4 separate regions of the Mus musculus genome follow, and all the other regions are linked to region 1. A link is a contact called in public HiChIP or PLAC-seq data. All regions are on one chromosome and are shown on one strand. The core of a region is the stretch at or near the end of the contact, and the rest is flanking DNA. Distances in the headings are between cores, read along the strand shown. Region 1 overlaps Nup210 (nucleoporin 210). Region 2 overlaps Iqsec1 (IQ motif and Sec7 domain 1). Region 3 overlaps Wnt7a (wingless-type MMTV integration site family, member 7A). Region 4 holds the start of Iqsec1 (IQ motif and Sec7 domain 1).

Region 1 (4,944 bases), core at 1,383-3,882:
CTACAAAAGAAAAAAAAAAAAAAAGAACCTGGCTTGCTTCTAAAATCTCTAACACCACAGCAAGTGACTGTGTGATCTATGTGAGGGTGCTAGGACATTCTCCCAAGGGACAGAAGAATGGCCACCACTCTCCAACTCATCTGCCATGCCTTTCCAGAGCCAAAAAGCTAAACATAGTTAGCCTTGATCGCTTGAGAGCTTCTTGGGAGGTGGCAAGTGCACCTGGACACCTGACCCTCTCCAAAGCTAAATGGACTCTTAGCCTCAGGGACTCCATGTAAGGAGCAGGAGGCCAATGTGCAGAGCCTCCCCTCAACCCCCACCAACACTATCCACAGGCCCTGCTGCCTGAGGTATCTATCTACCCCCAACCTTGCATGAGGGGATAATGCCAACTCATAGCCTATCAACGTCTTGAAGTGCTCCAGGGACCCGATGACATTTCTCCACAGCCCTAGGAATATCACAGGAAGCTTTGGTCTGCCTATGTGGGAACCCCATGGCCTCCCCATCAGAATCCCAGAGGGCACTCACGTCAGATGGGTAGACCTTGTTGCTGGACCTATCAAATACTTCGATGGTAATTGCATACAGATGTCCAGTCTCAAGCACCCATCTGTCACCAGGGTAGACTGTGAAACCTAGAACAGGAAGTAGGGTTCAACCCTCATGATACAAGGGCAGCAGGGCTGAGAGAGAACCTGAGGCTAAGAATTACACACCCACCCCTGTAAAGGGCCCAGAATGCTCACCAGTACAGAACCTGATGGCTACCATTATTCCCAACCTAGAGAAACCACAGCCGGTCTTCCTGGTTCCTGGGTCCAACACTGAACATACCCAGAATCTGACCCTCAGCAGGTTTAAGCTCTGAGGCTGTGACAACCAGAATTCTGACTTCCCAGTAGGTCTGAGGCTCCAGTGGATCTAGTCTGAGGCCATAGCTCATTTAGACTCTGAGTCCTCAGCTGGTCTACCCATTGGCCAATATGAGTCTATCCCAAGGCCATACAAGTCCACTCAAGACCATGGCAGTGTAGACTCTAAGGCTGAAACACAAGTTACCTGTGGTGATACTGTGTCTCACCTGTACCCACAGAAGGTCTAAACTCTCAGGGATGACAGGTCTAAGTCTGAAGCTAGAACAGGTTTTGGATCCTAGGCTAAAGCTCCCGAGAGCTCTGGATAAGATGTATCTGGGTCTGGGCTCTGAGAGCACCTAGCTAGCCCTTTGTCTCCTCCACCCCACATCCCCCACACACAATGCAACACTAGCTACTTCTATTCCCACAAGGTTGTTTGCTTTCTCATCTCCATAGCTCCAACTAAGCTGTTAACTCTGCCAGGTGCCCTTCCCACCACAGAAAATCAGTCTGACACAGCACCTGCCTCCCATGAACCTCCCGAAGTCTTTCCTCTGCCCTGGTGTTTGCTCCTACCACACTGTTGCCACCTGTTTGTACCAACCTCTACTGTGGAGCTAAGTCTCACCCCAGGCCAATCAGGCAAAGGATGCTGCCGAGACACAAAGGGTCCTTGAGGCATACGGGGGTTGGTGCCTGTTAGCTGGGTGCTGCACCACCAGAGGTTCACAAGCTCCCTGACAAGAGGATCTTAATTAAGGGTACTGCTGCCCATCTGGCCACTGCTCTCCAGACTGAACTCTGGCTGTGAGCTCCTTAGGTGAGCTGCCTCAGACTAAAGAAAACACTACCATGGTGACTCCCATGACACACATGCCCCAAAGGTCTCCGCGCTGGCTATCATTGCAGCTCCCAGATCCACCTGGGCTTCAGGGTCATTTACTGCTACAGGTGGTTCCCTCCTCTCTCTGATGCCTCCTTCTTCCCTGCCAAGGTACTGCCAACTCTCACATCAACCTAAAGATGACCAGCTAGGCACAGGGTCCCCAACCTTGACAGGTGCAGAGCAGCACTCAGGTCTGCATGCTGCCAGGGCTGAGGACTGATGGCCGTGAGCATGGCGGAGGATGTGGTCAGTGTGAGAGCTACTGTACCTCTGCAGTTAGGTGGGTTTGCTTTTGCTGACAGGTCCAAGGGATTGACTATTCTCATATGAGCTAAGACATATACTGCTGAGCTGAATCTCAGGTCTTGCTTTTACTCTTTGATCTCTCAAATGATGGAATCACAGGCAATCAATGTGTAGGAAACCCCAGGGGGCCAGACTTACCTAGGTATCCGGCTTCAACCACATAGATGGTGCTGTTGGGGAGCCTAGAAGCTCCTTGCATACGGATACCTGAATTCTTAATTAAGGTATAAAACATAAGATACAAAGGGTAAAGCAGCCAGGGCTTTCTGCCTGATGCACACGGTTTGAGCATCACACAGATACCATATGAACTAAGAAGTGGGTGAGGAACCCCTAGATTAGGCCGAAGATCTACATCTTAGAGCGAAGATGTTGGTGAGTCAAGACCCTTACTGTACCATCTGCCCTACAAAGCCGAGTCTCTGCAAGGGACACCAGGGACCCCAGGGCATACAATCCATCTTGGGTTTTCAACAACCTATGTGCCAGTGTTCGCACAGTACTCACACAGCTTCTGCCAGGCCCCCTCTGAGGGGAGGGACTGTGGTTCCTGGGAAGCTTCCAGAGGCCTGGAGTGACGTATGCCTCCGCCAGACTCCTGGCTCTGGGAGTCTCTGTGAGTCATCTACAGAGGTGAGCAATTCCACTCAGCGGGTTGCTATTTAGGCTCTTTCTGATTTTCAGACAGATGGGGAAACAGTGCTATTTTTAGTCCTGGCTGGCTTTAAGGGAGAAAAACAACTTGGCTTCAAAGCAGTCAGCACGACACGGTGCCAGAGCGGAGGATATTCCTGTGGCCCAGGACCAGGTTGCTCTGTCCCATCTGCATGGCAGTGACTCTTGATGTGTCCTGTGTCAGGATGGCCACAGGACGGGCGGGGTCTCCCTGAGGATCTGGGATGCTGTTCTGGAGCTGCAGCTCATATTGATCAGAAGGCATTGAGAGTTCTGTATGAGAAAGAGATGAGAAAAGCAGGTAAGATGAAAGTGTGAAATGCTGCACACCAAGACGGCCGTCTCCAGCCCTGACTCTTGGGACCTGCTGTCAAGACAGCAGCTTGAAGAATGCTAGCAGTGGTGAACACCTGACCATCCCCCTCCCCCCCGAAGTGAGCAAGCTCTTCTCTACATCTGGGCCCAGTGGGGTTCTCACTGTATTACCAAAAAAGTTGGACCTGATGGTCTTCTATGGGTTTTTGGATGCTCAGCTTACCATCGCAAAGAATGATTCTAATCCTGACCACTCTCTGTGCTCCCCCCTCGGTCTAAATTTGTGTAAAAATGACTTTCCCAACAAGAGCCCAGGTCACAGAACAATTCCCAGGAAATCACAGGTTCTGGGAAACCCACCATCTTCACTCTCTGGGCAGAGAACACAGTACTTTTGTTTGAAGACACCTGCTGGATAGGAGTTCAATTTCCCAGAAAGGAAAAGCGACACCAGACTCTGCGGTGAAAGAGCTCTGGTCTTGCTTAGGCATCTCATGACCAATTTCCCTCATCTCATCTCTCAACAACCCTAGGAACAAGGACTACTGGCATCCCCACTTTAGAGAGGGCTGAGCAAGTCAGGTGAGAAGCTAGCTCATGGTCTGCTATGACTTCCACTGCTTTAAGAACCTAAACTTCATATGCTAGAAAACATGTCACGGATGGGTCAGTGTGTAAAGCACTTGCTGGGTAAGGATGAGGATGTTCAAAGGTGTCCAAAGGGTGTTCAAAACCCAGCACCAACACAAAGCAGTAGCATGTGTTTGCAATCCCAGCATTCCTATGGCATGATGGAAGACAGGAGAATCCCCAGAGGCTTCCATGTCAGCTGGCCTGAGGCTGCTCTCAGACCAGTGGCAGGCATACCCCCATGCTCACATACCCCCATGCTCACGTACCGCGACAGAGAGCACGGGAAGACTGATGATTGGGGGCTGGAGAGGTGGCTTAGGGAATAAGAGTGCAGAGGACCTGAGTTCAATATTCAGCACACATTTAGGCAACTCACAACTCCAGCTCAGAGGAACTGATGCCTAAGCCACTGCAGGCGCCTGCACCCCCATGCACATATTCACAAAGAGATACAGAATTTTAAAAACGTAATTTTTGAAAAGATTGAGAAATTAAAAACAAAGCAATGTGGCCTAGGGGAAAGTGGTTAGGTCACTAGGGCACGGCCCTGAAAGGAATGAAAGCAGGTCTAGAACTCCAGTACTAGAAACTGCGGGTTGTTATAAAAGAGCAGGCCTGGCTCGTGAACTCGGCTTCCTCTCTTACCTCCTGCTGCACATGATGCCACATCAGGATCCACCTGCCCTGAGGAAAAGCAGCCAAGGGAGCTGCAAACAAAAGGCAGAGCTGAGACACAGCTGGTGCTCTTGGATCTCTAGAATGTGTCACATCAAGGAGCAGCTCTGAGTATTTCCTCTAACATAGAACATAGACTACAATACAGTTTTATAGCTAGTTAGGAGCAGACCAGCACCCTGCCCCCAAGCATGTCCTAACCCTAACAAGTAGAGCCAGCCCTAGAGACAGGCAACATGGGATACAAATAGGAAAGCCACAGGCACAAGGCTGCCCAAATCCACTGGAGCTCAGCCACACCATCACCACATGTATGGGATGCTGGAGCTAAACTACAGGACTAAGTGTTGGCACTATTGGGTTTGGACTTTTTCAGATCCACTTCCTTTCTGTGTGCCCATTCTTGCGTTTTGGGATAGAAAAGGTCAATTGAGGACTGTTTTAGCTAGGGTTTCTATTGCTGTGATAAACACCATGACCAAAAGCAACTAGGAGAGGAAAGGGTTTATTTCAACTTACAGCTTTAAACTTTTCTTTTAATTTATGTGTCTGGGTGTTGTGTCTGCATGTGTATCAGTGCACTAGTGCAGT
Region 2 (4,944 bases), core at 1,136-3,635, 330 kb before region 1:
AGTCTGTGTGATACAAGGCTCCAGCAGCACCCTACTGAAAGGTATCCCACAACAGCAAACTATGGCCACAGATCCCCCTCCTAGCATCCGTATCTCCCCATGGTGGGAGCTGGCCTGTCCAACAACCTGAGGTGGGGCCAAGGTATAGAATGTGGAAGAAGTTCTAGTCATAATGGACCCCTGGGCTAGGTCTGGGAGCTTGTGGCACATACCTCTCTGCATAGTGCCCTATGAATGTAGATTCAGAAGACAGAGGCTTGCATGCCTTTAGGAGAACACACAGGGTGGGAGAGGGGGGCACAGTGTGAAGAGGCTCATCTGCCACTGAGAGTCCATGTGGAAGTTGACAAGGAAAAAATTCTGAGATGGCCTAGACTTAGTTGCAAGACCAGAAGATAGGAGAAAGGTTTGAGTAAAACAAAATGACTAGCACCCCCAGCAACCACAAACTGCTCCATACTCCTATGTTGAAACCCTAAGCACTAAGCCCAGGGTGTATCTCAATGGCAGAGCACTTACTGGGCATGCCCATGACTCCAGTACCACAAAAAGTACCCCCCCCAACACACGTTGGGGAGGAGAATCATAGGGTACATTCCACCCTATTTCACCTTCCCTCACCCAGAAGCAAAGGATTCCTTTATGGACTGTCTTCCAGCCCCAAGGCGTTCCACTCTCTGCCTGTTGTCGTTCCCCTCCCCATCCTAATCCTAGCCACCGTGGGTTCCACTTCACACTCCTAAGCAAGACTCTCAGTTTTGGTCCGGTGGATGGTTTCCACCTGCCTCCTTGACCTGTGGCTGATGTTCTGGGAACTCACCCCAGGACCTAGCTCTACAAGTCCTTTTATGGCAGAGATTCTTCTTTCCTCTCAAGAGTTGAGGTGCAGTAAGGGATCCAAGAGGCTCTGCTAAAAGATACTATCTCTGGCCATGTTTGTTGGGCTGCCTCTTGCCTTCTAATCTATCTGGCCTCCCTGGGAGACCAGCAGAAACTGGCAGATCCCCTAACCCACAGACCCCACATCACAGACCACTGCTATTTCAAGCCATAGCACCATACAGCTTGTTACATAGCAACAGTTAGCACTTGAGAATTCACCACTGACTTCCTGTGGTGCCTATACCAGGGTACCTGTTTGTAGAGCTGAGACCCTGAAGCATGGGCTCTGCTTTGGGCCAAGAGCAGTCTCCACAATCCCAGGGAACTCAAAAGTTTTCAAATAAACCATAGACCCACATGGTCAGAGGGAGGGAACTGGGGAAGATGCTGGGATTGTTCTCTGAGTCTAGCTCCAGCCGACATACAGATGAATTTCTGATGGGCAGTAGCCTCATGGCCAACTTTTCCTGGAGCCTTCCAAGTAAATGACACAGTGTGTGTCCTAATGGGAATCTTTGTCCATCTCAAAGAAATGAAGAAACAGAAATGAAGAGGCTGGAGACCCTGCCTACAGTCACTCTTCCAAAGATTTGTCTTCCTCTGGTCTTCCCTGAAATGGTAGATACCCTTCCAGTTCACAGCTGTGTGCATGAGAAGAGGCTAGAAGAGGTGAGGGATATGAGGGTGTGTCATCATACCCATATTTCTGACTTACTGAGCTTGCAGGGGACACTGACCACTCTGAAGAAGGCTGGGAGCTGCTAGCAAAGGGCCATCTTCCAGGCAGACCAGATGGATAGCAGCTCTGGGTCTGGTAGGGACTAGCTCTCAGATGATCTTGCAGATGAGGGAGAGGTAAGGCTATCAGCTGCAGCCAGAAGGAAGGCATGGAAACAATGAGCTCAGCTTGATATGAAATACTGAAGTCTCTTTTAAGTCAGTGTTTGGGATACACACCCTCAACCTCAAAGGAAAGGTAAGTTCTGGATTCCAATTCTGATGCTGCTACTTCCCAGAATTCAGAAAAGAATTCTGGCAACACACCTGGCTGCCTCAGTTTCCCCAGCTGCAAAACAAAGTTAAAGCCAGTACTGGCAGTGTGGGCCTAGAGTCCAGCCACTTGAGAACTGAAGAATCACCAAGCCCAAGACTAGACTGGGCTATAGAAAGTATTCGAGGCCAGTCTGAATAAGTTAGTGAGATCCTGTCTCAAAAAGCAAAAAGAGATAGCTGAGCATGGTGCTCAGTGGTAGAGCACTAACCTATGATACATGAGGCCCTCAATTTAATCCCCACTGCTGAAAAGACAAAACCAAAACCAAAACCAAAACCAGATGCCAATAAAGAGATGAGATTTGCACCCATGCTTTCAGGATTTGTCGTGAGAAATCAATGAGGCAATTTTTTGCAGCTTGGCCTCAAACCCAAAGTAATTTTCCTCCCTCAACTTCCAAAGCATTTGGTGAGTCATCAACGCCCGAGACTCCAGTGAAGCTGTGGCTGGACTAGTCCTTATACAGATGAGAGCTAGATGCACATCCAACAGTCCTTGATAGCTCTGGCCTGTCCTAGCTATGGACAAGGCTAAGAGAAAAGCATGGCTTGAGCCCAGAAAAGAAGGTAGAGGAAAATGGAGACAGGAAGAGAAGAGAAAAGAGCCAGGCCTGGTAGTACAGGGAGGACAAAAGGAACGACAGGAATGTGAGGTCATGTGGCCAGTGGTAGTGCTTACCTACCATGCCTAGGGCCCTGGGTTCTACTTTCAGCACTGTAAAAAATAAAAATAAAAATAAAAATAAAATATGAAAACAAAACCCAATTCCAGGTTTTCCACATTCTTTCTAGAGGCCCCTTAACCCTGCCCTGCCCTGCCCCTACCCTTCACTTCTCCCTAGTGACCCAGTGGGTGGAGTTCACCCTTATCTCTGCCATGTCTCTGAAAGCAGATGAAGCAACAGGATTAAAGCTGAGGCTGAGCTGACCCGCCTCTCTGTGTTCTGGGTCCCACCCCTTACCTCATCCCTTTGGCCTGGAGCTTATCATGTTCTGCTTGTTTTAAGTACCCAGCTTGCCCCACTCCCCCTCAAACACTCTCACAGGACCTCTATCTAACATGATGTTTCTCAACCTAATGCTGAGACCGTTTCATACAGTTCCTCATGTTGTGGTAACTCCAACTATAAAACAATTTTCATTGCTACTTCATAATTATAATTTTGATACTGTTATGAATCATCATGTAAATATCTGTGTTTTCTGATGATCTTAGGTGACCCCTATAAAAGGATCATTCAACCCTCAAGGGGTCCTGACACATGTTGAAAAACTCTGCTTTACGTGATGACTGAACGAGTCTGATCTCCACTACCCCCCCAACCTCTCCCCACCCTCCCCAGTACAGCTCTTTGCTGTCCCCTTCACCTTTAGTCTGGGACTCCAGGGCCAGCCAGGTTACCTCCCTATCACTGTAGCTAGAGTGTGGTCCTCTTCCAGTCTGTGCTGAGGGAACAAGGTGAGCACTATCCAACAGTGGAGTGGCTCCAGATTCTGTGCCCAACCAGACACCCTCCTTTTTGGGGATACTGCTGGAAGTTCCCAGTCCCTCTGTCCTTAGAACCCGAATCCCCAGCTGGTCCTTCATCCAGTGGCTTCCTTGATCTTGGACTCAGGTCCCCTGTGACCACCCAAGAAGTCATTCAAAACCACACAGCCACATTTCACTCTGTGGTCCATTTCCTGAGCCCCAGATATTCCAAGAGGAAGGCGTTCCACTACCCTTGCCCCCTCCACCACCACCACCTCTACTCTGGGCCAAACACACAGAGGGCACTTAGGAGATATTCGCTAGGTACACTGTTGGCCAGATAACAACTCACTCAGCTGAGCTCATGGAACAGGAAGGTGGTGGTGAGGAAGATGCTTAGGTACCCACCCTGACAGGCAGGCAAATCCATCTGGGCCAGGCATTGGTTAACTTTTCTCACCTATGCCAGGATGGTTATTAAGCCATTTTTTTTTCCAGATAAGTTAACCAAGGTCACTCAATTTGCTCGGAGCAGAAGAGAATCTGGGGCCAGCTTTCTAGGATCTACGCTATCTCCCATTCTGAAGCACGGAGGGTGTGACCCTTGGAGTCTACCACCCAAAGAGAGAAATTCCAAGTGCTTAAAGGCCCAGGCACTGGGCCAGAGTCTTTCCATGAGCCTCCTTTTCTGCTCTGGAAAGAAACCACAGTTCAGTTTTGCAAATGCTAACCTTAGATCCAGAGTAGTTCAGTGACTTTGTAGATTGCATAGTGAGGCAGTAGACCACAGAGCAGTAGACGTCCTACCAACAGCCTTTCCTGTGTGATGACAGGAGAATGAAGCACACTGAGGTTATTGCCTCAGTTTCCCCTTGTGTACTGGGGTATGGGTGGGGTGACCACTGACAGGACATGAGGTGATTAGGGAGGCAGGCCTCTCCCCGCTCCACACAGGGGCTGATAGGGGAAGTGAGTGAGTAGCTGTTTCCCCATCTCCTCAGCCCCACCCCGCCACAGCACCTGCTGGGTAGCACCTCTCTGGAAATAGTCTTCCAACCCTGGGAAACTCCCCCTGAAATGCCCCCAGTGTCATAACCCAGTGTTGCTGCAGCTTCTAAGTTGGAAGCCTCAACCAGGCATCTTTTTCCAAGATTGCCACAAGGTCCAAATGTCCACACAGCCTGTAGCTACAGATACTGCTGGTTAGATATAAAACCTTTTATGTCCTCAAGGAGACAGTGAGTGAAGCTGAAAAGCTTGAAACTACAGTAGCAGAATAGGATCCCTGAATTAAGACATCAACATTAACCTAGGAATTAAGTCAGCTTGCGGAGGAAGACTTTAAGTCTTTATTTGGGCTTCACAACAGTACCTATAGGTAGAAAAGACCTGAAAACACAGACAGGCAAGGCAGACACTACAAAGGACTTAACCAGGCTTATAAGCCCACCTCTATCCTCAGAGTACTTTTCCTTTCTTAATCAGCTATCTCTATGTCTACTTCTAACCATCAGCCCCCTGTACAAATATTCTTCTGC
Region 3 (4,944 bases), core at 1,087-3,586, 310 kb after region 1:
ATGGGCCCACCCTTGTTCTATGAAGCCCTGATGAGGATAAAAGACAAGTTGTAGGCTGGAGAAAGACTCACAACCCATACACCTGGCAAAGCATGTGAATAGACAAATAAAAAGGTGTACAAACCAACAGTAAAAAAAAAAAAAAGTAATAAGTCCAAAAAGTGAGCCAGAGGACAGACAAACAGACACGATCCCACCCTGTGTCTGAGTATACCTGGGTACCAGGGTATACAGAGACACACAAGGAAAAAGGCTCACCCTATCAGACACTAGAGATGTGGTTAGAACCCTGGTGAGATAGGGCACACTCCCATCACAATGACAGAATAAGAACCTGTGTTATCAGCGAGTGTGGCGTGGATGGGAAGCCAGGTCACTCACAGACTGCTTATGGGAACAGAAGAGGGTGACAGCAATGCTGTAGATCAACCTGGGATGGATGTCTCCAGAAGGCCCATGTAGTAAAGGGCTGGTTCCCAAGAGAGAGTAGATATATGAGGGGGTGAGGCTATAGGAGGTTTTCAAGTCACTGAAGGTGCCATCAAAAGGGACAGTGGGATATGCTCCAGCCCGTCCCTGTCTGTCACCATTCAGACACGAAGCGTGCAGCTTGGCTCCATCACCCTGTTGTGATGAGCTGCTTCAGAACCAAAGCAGCAGGACCAACCCATTGCGGGCTAGACCCCTGAACCGAGAGCCAAAGCAGCCCTTTGCCTTCACAGCCCGGTGGTCTCAGCAGTTGAGATGCAAAGTGGACATCACCTGCACAGGATGTCTTAGGGCTTTATCATGAAGCTAATTCTCAGCAACAGTATGCTGGCACTCCTGGCATTTAGCACGGAGAACTACACTTACATCTGTAGAAAAAAATCTGTACACACACATTCACTGCAGCTTTATCTACAATGGCCCAAGCCTGCCAACAACCCAGTTGTCCTTCAGCAGGGGGATAGCTAAGCCAAGTGTGCTGCCTCCGAGCTGTGGACTGTTGCGTGGCTGCCGAGAGGAAAGAACTGTTGTAGCACACAGCAACTTGAATGAGTCTAGGCGATTACATCGAGCAAGAAGGGATTCTATAGGCTGCACACATCACCACTCGGTTTATGCAACCTTCTAACAGGACACAGTTATAAGCATAGGGAGTGGGTTAGTGGTGTGTGGCCCCGAGGAAGAGAGGGTGTCACGAGGTCCTCATGTTTCTGTATCTCTGTAGTATCAATGTCAGTGTCCCGGGGTGACAGCGTCCTACAGTTCTACAGGCTGTCACTGTGAGGGAGCTGGACTACAGATCCCTGGGGTCCCTGGGGGTCCTTGGGGTCTCGGTGTTCTTTCAACTGCATGTGAGTCCATAGTCAGCACAGCATAAGCTTGATTCAGAATACGCTAAACGGTTAAATTTGAATTTGACATAAACAAAGATGTTTAAGTAGGTGTCCCATAAAATATTTGGGACACACATAAATAAAACTGATTTCTTACTTATCTTGAAGCCAAATTTAACTGGGAATCTCAAGTTACACCTGGCATCCTACTCCACCCAGGGAAGAGCAGACACTTGCCATTCATCCATGCCCTCTCCACACCTTTCTTGAGCCCTACTGTGTGCCGGGTACCATTCTAGGCATAGGGGATTCAGCTGTCCTGACCCTCATGCTGCTGACCTTGTAGTGGGAGCTAATGAGCAATAAAGACTCAAAGGGCTGTGCAAAGAGAGTGTGCTCAAATGGTGGGAAGATAAAAGCAGCGTGGTACACTGAGGCTAGGTGGACACTGGGGAGAGAAGTCCTCCTGAGAAAAGGCTAAACTTCACCCTCATGGACAGCGTGTACAAAATCCCTGGGTGGGAGCATGATGGTTGTCTCAGGAGTTCAGGACTAGGGTTAATGAGCTGGAGAAGGCAAGACTCCTGAGAGGTTTGCATCTTTTCCTACCTGACATGTCAGACCTAGAAACGCTTCTGAAGCCCCAAACCCTCCTGGTCCTTTGAGCCCAGGATGCAGGCTTTTCCGAATTTTGAAGGTGAGCCCCACATCCACCCTAGATGTGGGGCAGGGCTTGCAAGCCCAGTAGCCTGAGGACTGCTGGCTGGCTTCCGGGAAGGTGGGGCCTGGCCTCTTGGGGGCCCTTGACATGCCACACTGTCCACTCTCTCTAGTCAAGTATGTAAGTGGCTTGGGCAGCCACTAAGTGGAGCTAGTCTTATCTGGGCCTCGCCCTCACTGCCTGGGGCTGGGTCCCTGTTGTCCCCCATATGCTGGCCGCCCTAGAGCCATGCCCAGAATAGAAAGCCAGCCCCCAGGAGCACCCAGACCAGACAGGGCAGGGCAGGAAGGGACAAGACCAACACCCCTTGTGAGCAAGAGGTGACTCCATGCTCAGGTGGAATTCCATCCCCCTTAGCTCACCTCCCTGAAGCTAGTCACATTCCAGCAGAGCTGGCCTATCCCGGGGGGGCCCTGTCCTCAGGCTGCCTGTCTGTCCAGTCTGGTCTCACTCCTCACTGTAGACAGGGGCTGCTGACAGCACGTCCTTCCTTAGGACCCTCCAGAGCACCTAGCACACTTTACCCTGCAGGTATAGCAAGGCCTCCACAGCCAACAGAAAGGTACAATGTCGTCCTGGGGACTTGGAGATACCGTCACCAAGCCAAGAGATAGCAGAAGCCACCTTAACATGAGGAACAGGGAATGTTTCCTATGCAGTCCAGTGGGGTCCCAGGTTGTCCCTGTTCTGAACACATTCCTGCCAGCCCCTCCCTCCCCAAAGCCCTCCTGCCCTCTGTTTTACCCCTACTTCCCTGAACCCACCCCCACCCCCCCAGAGGCCTAGTGTCCTAAGCAGTTCCTGCTCTTCTCTCCCTCCATGGTTCCTGGGCCTGCTCCAAGGTACCAGAACACTAGCCTTCACCACCCCCAACCTCCAGGAGAACCCCACTATGCTCTCTAAGACCTGTCTCCTCTGCCTAACCCAGTGAGGGGCACACCCCCGAGCTTAGCCCAAAGGCTGCTTATTATACTTCCCAAACTCCTGGGAGTCTACACCTGCTACCTCTAAGACCTTTCACCTCCCTCTACCAGGGAGGGAGAGGGACCCACCCAAAACTTACCCCATTAAGCTGCCTCTGACTACTCCTGACACATAAGGCTTGCATTTGACTCCAGCATTCTCAGCAACCTCACCACCTTTTACCAGCTTCAGACAGGGAGCCCCTACTACTCTTTTAGGATTTAACAACCCCCCTCCCCTCTTTTTTTTTTTAAGTTTTTTTATTGAGTGCAGGGCATTATGAATGCTGACATTGCACCTCTGAATCCCAGGCCTACTTATGCTGACTGCCTTCTTCCTGGGGTGCCCCTGCTTATCCATCAAGGCCCAGCTAAAGATGCCTCTCTTCTCTCAGCCATCTCTTGTAGGAAACTGCACTGCTGCTGTGTCAGAGCCACGGTTCTCCTACAACGCCAGACGTGTGGCCCTCATGCTAACTTGAGTACCTTGAGGACACGGACCATGGAGTAGTTAGTTCTCTCCCTGCCACCCAAGGGACAGGAAAGAGATCATTCAACAACACAAGGGTTACTATGACCATGCTCCAAATGTCTCTTTGCCTCCAGTGTCCTGTGACTTGAACCACCAACCAGAATGAGTGAGCTTAGTATTCTACCAACCTGAGTGGAGTGGCCTGTGACATCAGTCTAGAAATAATGTGCCCCCCCCCAAAAAAAAACAACAGGAGAGACTTCAGTTGCCAGTCATCTTCCCCAGAGGCACCTACAATCTCTGGCCTGCCTTTTTGTAACGACCCCCACCATGGCAGATGCTGAAGCACATCGGCCACCATGCCCTGGCTGCCATAGCCTGGTTTTGGAGTCCCCTGAAGCATCACACTGGTCCCTTCCCTTTACAGGGTACACAGGGTACTCCTGTCTCAATGGACCCTCAGGGGCCTGCAGAAGGTATTTGTGGCCTTTCTCCTGGCTCTCCTGGCCCACCTTTCTCTCACACTGACTGCTGATGAGCCCCAGAGCCTGTGCTCAGGTTGAGTCTTGTCTCTGTGAGGCATTGAGTGATCAACAAGACTGTGATCCTTCCTAAGCCTCACTATCCATCTCTGCTCAACTGCTATAGGCCTTTCCCCACCAGCTATACAGAGAGTCCAGTGCAGCCTGGTGGGTCCTGAGAAGGGGTTTGCTTTATAGTTGGACAGGGTCCCCAACTAACCCTCACACTCAAGATAGAAAATGGTCCCTAGATAAACAGCCCCCAAGGGTGCTGTGGTGATTTGAGTGAGAGTGGCCCCATAGGCTCACATATTTGAAGGCTTAGTCATCAGGAAGTAGCAGTATTTGAAAGGATTAGAAGGATTAGGGGGTGTGGCCTTGTTGGAGTCATTGTAGGTGGGCTTTGAGGTTTCAAAAGCCCATACCAGGCCCAGTTTCTCTCTCTCTCTCTCTCTCTCTCTCTCTCTCTCTCTCTCTCTCTCTCCCTCTCTCTCTCTCTCCCTCTCTCTCTCTCTCCTCTCTTTCTTTCTTTCTCTCTTCTCTCTCTCCCCCTCATACTCCTTTTCTGTGTCTGTCTCCCTGTCTCTTTATCTCTCTGTTTGTCTCTGTCTCTGTCTGTCTCTGTCTGTCTGTCTCTCTCTCTCCATATATATATATGTGATATATATATATATATATATATATATATATATATATATATATCACAATGTAGCTCTCAACTACTGTTCCAGCATCATGAGGATAAGAGACTACACCTCTGAAAACATAAGCCAGCCCTAATTAAATACTTTCTTTCATAACTGTTGCCTTGGCTGTGGTGTCTCTTCAGAGCAACCGAACAGTGACTAAGACAGGTTCTCACCAGCAAGTGTGGAGAATCTCCCTTTCTGTGCCCCCAAACCTCAGGCAGGCCCAGCCTGAGCTCCATCCATACCCAATGTCTACC
Region 4 (4,944 bases), core at 1,784-4,283, 270 kb before region 1:
CTTACAGCTCCACTGCCTAAGCTGGAGCTGGAGGATGCACTGAGCCAAGAGTCCTCCTCAGCCATCACTTGAGGATGGTGAAGGTGCTGCTGTGAACAGTCAGGATGGGGTACCTTCCTCATAGCACTACTAAGCTGACTAAGCTGTCAGTTGCAGCTGGATCAAGGATTGTAGGCCTTGTGATTTCTCCACTCAGTTACTATATGTGTTGTTTTCATTGTTATCTTTATCCCATCACCAGGGCACCTCCATAGCAGACTGAGGACCCACCTCTCTCAGGGATACATTTAACTTTCAGAGTGACTCACAGTAGAACACCCAGGGGGCAAAAGGAATGAACTGAGGATGAGTGGGGAGGTGGAACAGGGTATACAGTGAGCCTATTTGGGGGGGGGGGGTAACCACTAGGCCAAGAGACACCTTGATCCGGTGACACATGGCTGCTCAGGTCTGGGATGGAGCATATGGGGGAGCGTGGGGGAAGGACAGAATTGCTAAAGGCACAGCAGCAAATAGCTGCAGGAGCCCAGTTGAGTTCCTTCCTCTCTGTACCTCAGCTTCATGCTCTGCATAAAGGGATTGATCATACTATATTTGCAGCAGTCAAGGGAGGCAGAACCAAGCCACAGGATATGAGAAAACACGTGACTAGCCAAGACTGCTCTGAGCTGACAGCCATCAGCCCCCTTCCACACGGCTGGCCTGGAGAATCAGAAGTCTAGAGCAGTAGTTACTGAGAGATCCCTTGGCTGGGCTGAGCCCTGCCCTGGTCAAGTGAACTATGATAGAGAACAAACATAGGCTGCTAACTGCTAGTAGGTAAATCAGCAAGGCCTGCTTGGCTCCAAACCCTCTGAGCTGTCTTCCAGACTTCCCCAGCCAATTTGATTGTGATGGTTGATACCAACAGAATACGGGAGGGGGGGGGGATAGCTCAGCCTACAGAGCCCCAAGAGTTAAGAGTAGAGAGACCTTCAAGGAAAGGAGGTGGGGGGACCATATAGGTGCTGCCAACAGGGCTGCCTAAGGCTGTGTTCAGATGTAAGCCTCTGGCCCTCGACAGGTTGAATGAACCTTGGAAGCATAAAGGACTCTAAGCAGCGCTCCTGGCAAGATGTTTTCCATGAAAAGTCCAACATCTAGGCCAGTGCACACCAGGTTTTCAGAGGTGATTTGTCCAGTCTCCGTTTCCCCATTTTAAAATGGGGGCAGGGGTTGTCTTCATTCCTGTCCAGGCAAAATCTTTCAGAAGGTGTTCCCTAGCTTTGGAAACAGGCCCAGGGGCCAGCTGCTCTCTGTGAGAACTGTCACATTTCATGCTAATGACATCTTCCCTCCACAGCAACTTGCAGTGGCCTCTGCAAGTTGTCAGTTTTTTTTTTTGACACTAAAGGCTCCTGTGCCATTGAAGGAGTGGCAGGAGGAAGGAGGCTGCTGCCAGGAAAGTACCTTCCCCGAAGGTGAGAAGGTGAGATGAAGTTCCATGCTAGGAAGAGCGCTACTATTTCTGGTCTTGCCACGGAGAGCAAGGACCCTGTGTGGTCCCCTCAAACACCAAAGAACTCACAAGCTTTTCCAGAGCCTCCTGCAGGGGCCCAGCCTGATTATGCAGCTACAGGCAAGGTTTACTTTCCTTCAGGCTCATTAGCATGGGATCCGCCCCTCTCAGGAGGGGAGGAGGCAAGGCCTAAGGAGGGCTCAGAGGGCCCTTGATGGGGCTTGGGGGCCTCTTGGAGTTCAAAGCCAGTCTGAAGAGAGTTTGAATTTCCCAGATGACCTCCTAAAAACTGTTGCAAGCCTCCTCTCCTAGTCCTGGTGGCTGATCCCAATTCAAGAACGTCATGCCTTGCTTTTAAACCTTGAAAGGTCCAAGATTACCAAACTGTCTCTATCAGCTTCCAAGCACTGAGCAGGTAGTACTAGGGCAGACTGAGACCAGACCCAAGTCTCATTCAGTCCCCAGGGCCTAGAGTGCCCACATAGGGCAAAGGTTTCTCTTCCCAGAACAGCACCAGCAGAGCCCCCAGAGAGCCTAGAAGGAAGCTGGCATTTGAATCCCACTGCCCCCTGGGAAGCCTGGCTTCACTAAGCACAGCTTTGCTTCCATAAATACCCAGTCCCGTGATGTCACCACCCTAAGCCCGACTTTCACCACCTCCGCTGCTGGCATCAGGCCCAGCAGACGGGTGCTCAGTACCGGCACATTACACCTGTGCTTGACAGCTGGACACTGCTGCCACCTTCACCTGTCTATGGAGAAGGCCATCTCCTGCCACTATCTCAGCCTGCTGCTGGCCTTCCACCTGGCTTGGGTGCAAGCCATGGGCTTGCTGAGTATCAAAGCTTTCCCTAAATAGGTCTGTCAAGGGCACTGACAAAAGCCTAGACCACGGCCATGAGTCTGGGACCCTCATTTGTGGATGTGGATTAGGAGGAGGGTGCCTGCTTCAGTAGGGGACTTTCACAGCTCAAGGAAGACTTGCTGACTAAGATTCTTTTCCCCCTCATCATCAACAACACTGCCTTTGCCGCAGGGGTACAAACATTGGACGAAAGCTTGCTCCCCCTGGACGCCACCTGCAGAGCAGCCACCCCACCTCCACCAAGCCCCTCACTTCAACATGAGTAGTGGTCCTTTCTGCCTCAGGCTTTAGGATAAACTTGTCTTGCATACTCACAAATAGCGTCTTCGGCAAGCCATCCTGCCCAAGTCTGATTTCCTTCTCTCTCCTGCCTGGGCTGAGGAGGCTCAAGGTGGTTCAGAGGAGGAACAGGATGCTCAAGCGAGGTGGAAAGGAAGAAAATGAAAGCCAAGGGCAGTCACTTTCCCAGGACTGGCAGGTTCATCTAGATATGCTGGATGTAATGTGGCAGGGGGCTCCAAACAGGTCCTCCTACGCAGGGTTTACACTGTGCCCAGAAGCCTGGGAAGACGTCGAGTCACCATGGTCGCCAGGTTGGGCGGGGGCGTCTGCCTCGCTGCTACCTGGGACTTCCTTGGGAATTTTCCCTCCCGCACATCCGGGGTGGCAGTGCGCTGGGATGAGGAGGGGAGGGCTGGAGGAGGGGGGTGTCTGTGCCGGTTTGCTCTCGCAGCATCCGGAGGAGGGACAGGAGTGCAGGAGCGCCCCCTCCTTCCAGGAGCAACGTAGTGCGGCCTCGCTGGACCAATCGCCAAAGTGCTCGTTGCCATGGCAACTGCAGCATCAAACAGGGCCGCCCTGTGGGTGCGGCTGCAAAACCAAGAGCCCTGGCGCTGAGACCAATGAGGTGGCTCCTTCTGGCCCTCACTGGAAACCTGGAAATCTGTTGCTAAAATGCACTCGCAGCCCGAAGAATGTAATGATGGCATTGCTTTCCAGGGCAGCTTTCCCGTCCCTGGCATGGAAACATAGGAGCCACTAAACTAAGAACTCAGGAGATCTTGTGTCCTGGAGTTAGGGGCCATGAGACTTCAGCAAGCAGAGTGTCTCCTGGGAATTTCAGATGTGATACTGTAAAATGGGATCATGACAGTTGTGTAACTGGTTCAGGAGGGCTGACCACATACAGTAACTGACATAGCTTGTTATGCACACATCAAATCCTGAGGAGGCACGAGGGTGGGGGGGTGGGGTAGGTGGAGGGGGTCCTCATTCATTTAGGACTAACAGACACAGGGTGGCCCAGCCAGCACTTTGGCCTGAGTCTTCACTTGCAAAGCTGCCTCCAGGGAAGGTAGTGAGAGTGTGAACCCTCTGGATGAGGGTGGCAGTTGCCAGGCTATTTTCTTTGTTCCATTCTTTTAGCTTCTCAGACCCACTGAAGTTGGGGGAAGAGGGAGGCTTCACTCTTGAGTTCTGTTCTTTTATTACAGAGAAAATGGATCTCAGAGGCAATGAAAAACTTATGGAAGGTTACACAGCAAAGAGGGACAGAGGCCAGATGAGGAGGAACTCATTCATCTGGCGAAGTGTCCTTGTATGCAGCGTAGAAACTGCTGAAGCAGCTGGGTAGCCAAAATACAGGGGGCTCTAGGAATGGCCAGTCTTTCCATGAGAGCCCCCCTCCCCAGAAGAATGCTGTCATAGGAATAATTCAGATTTATGTAGGCTTAGCACATGGTAAACTGGTCCACTCTCTCTCCTTGATTGAGTTGCTCTGTATTTTATCAAGATCAGGATACCACCACAGCATCAGAAGAGGTCCTTCCAGAAATGTGTGTCATTAACCACAGCTGCTCATAAAGGCACCCTGGGGGGGTGTGGGTACTAACACCCCCACCTGTGTGCTTGTGCTTTCAAACTTCTTAAAGAGGAGCTGCTTTTCCCACTCTCATATCACAGACGAGTAAACTGAAGCTGTGATTGAGAACTGTCCACCCTGTGTGCACTCTGCTCTAAAGGCCCCATCCTGGGCTGCTTCTTGTCCTCCTTTTGGACCCATGACATCCATTGTATGCCTGTCTCTTTTCTGGCTGCTCTTCCAGAGAGGCACACACATCTTGATCCTGCTGTATTTTAAAGAAGAGTGAGTGATAAAGACCTCCACACTCAAAAACAGCTGCCAAAGCTTTCAGGCTTTGACAAAGCATTGAGTGCAGCACACAGTTGTTCTCACACCTGATGTTCTTTGCCTGGCACCAGTCAGATAAAGGAAACTCCATAATGTTGACATTCCAGCTGGTCTCTTAACTTGAGACCCCAGAAGTTCCTGAGTTTCAGGAAGCAACAGAAAGTACAGGAGCATGCTATCACCAAGTGAGAGTCAGACTGCTTGGTTCAACTTTGAAGATGTGAACACACAAGGTTTCAGAGTCACAGAAATGGTGTGGCAGACTGCACCTGTCCACTTCAACTGTGACCAGATGCCTGAGGTGTGAGTGAGTGGTAGTCAGCCTTGCATGACTGCCTGCCCCTGGGTAGAATTGTAAGACAGGACCACCCAACAATCTACATGTTCAGG

Evidence for each region. HiChIP or PLAC-seq counts read pairs in DNA pulled down with a chosen protein or histone mark.
Region 2: an HNF4G HiChIP or PLAC-seq map of pancreatic cancer cells shows a contact between it and region 1. The contact joins two enhancer-like sites. A contact is called at or near these places in 1 of 15 datasets of contacts at CTCF or cohesin (the NIH/3T3 cell line), 4 of 115 datasets of contacts at active chromatin or transcription factors (acute myeloid leukemia, astrocytes, embryonic stem cells and 1 more) and 2 of 9 other capture datasets (adipose tissue and pancreatic islet).
Region 3: a contact with region 1 is called in a FOXA1 HiChIP or PLAC-seq map of pancreatic cancer cells. The contact joins two enhancer-like sites. A contact is called at or near these places in 1 of 15 datasets of contacts at CTCF or cohesin (the NIH/3T3 cell line) and 2 of 115 datasets of contacts at active chromatin or transcription factors (astrocytes and pancreatic cancer cells).
Region 4: an H3K27ac HiChIP or PLAC-seq map of SST interneurons shows a contact between it and region 1, with 3 times the contacts expected there. The contact joins the promoter of Iqsec1 here to the enhancer-like site in region 1. A contact is called at or near these places in 2 of 39 promoter capture datasets (cranial neural crest and hippocampal neurons), 1 of 15 datasets of contacts at CTCF or cohesin (stem cell-derived epiblast-like cells), 41 of 484 Hi-C or Micro-C datasets (the AML12 cell line, CD4 T cells, the G1E-ER4 cell line and 29 more), 11 of 115 datasets of contacts at active chromatin or transcription factors (the NIH/3T3 cell line, SST interneurons, astrocytes and 8 more) and 2 of 9 other capture datasets (embryonic stem cells and liver).

The regions. Positions count from the first base shown.
Region 1 is chr6:91,073,714-91,078,657 of GRCm38.p6, forward strand. Nup210 (nucleoporin 210) reads right to left here. Exons shown (of 40, transcript NM_018815.2): 7 at 2,845-3,003; 8 at 2,194-2,262; 9 at 535-641. Among named protein-coding and RNA genes, the nearest start is that of Nup210, 41 kb to the right of the region's middle. Within about 2 kb of position 2,633, at least 99 of the 459 cell types and tissues checked have an H3K27ac peak or open chromatin away from gene starts, as enhancers often do. A contact at or near this core is called in the HL-1 cell line, SST interneurons, adipose-derived mesenchymal stem cells and 11 more, where this site is marked.
Region 2 is chr6:90,747,421-90,752,364 of GRCm38.p6, forward strand. All of the region lies in intron 1 of Iqsec1 (IQ motif and Sec7 domain 1), which reads right to left. Among named protein-coding and RNA genes, the nearest start is that of Iqsec1, 60 kb to the right of the region's middle. Within about 2 kb of position 2,386, at least 76 of the 459 cell types and tissues checked have an H3K27ac peak or open chromatin away from gene starts, as enhancers often do. A contact at or near this core is called in pancreatic cancer cells, where this site is marked.
Region 3 is chr6:91,387,090-91,392,033 of GRCm38.p6, forward strand. The region is part of intron 3 of Wnt7a (wingless-type MMTV integration site family, member 7A); the gene reads right to left. Among named protein-coding and RNA genes, the nearest start is that of Gm30437, 22 kb to the right of the region's middle. Within about 2 kb of position 2,337, at least 16 of the 459 cell types and tissues checked have an H3K27ac peak or open chromatin away from gene starts, as enhancers often do. A contact at or near this core is called in pancreatic cancer cells, where this site is marked.
Region 4 is chr6:90,807,090-90,812,033 of GRCm38.p6, forward strand. Iqsec1 (IQ motif and Sec7 domain 1) reads right to left here and starts at 3,034. Exons shown (of 14, transcript NM_001134384.1): 1 at 2,679-3,034. The coding sequence starts at 2,701.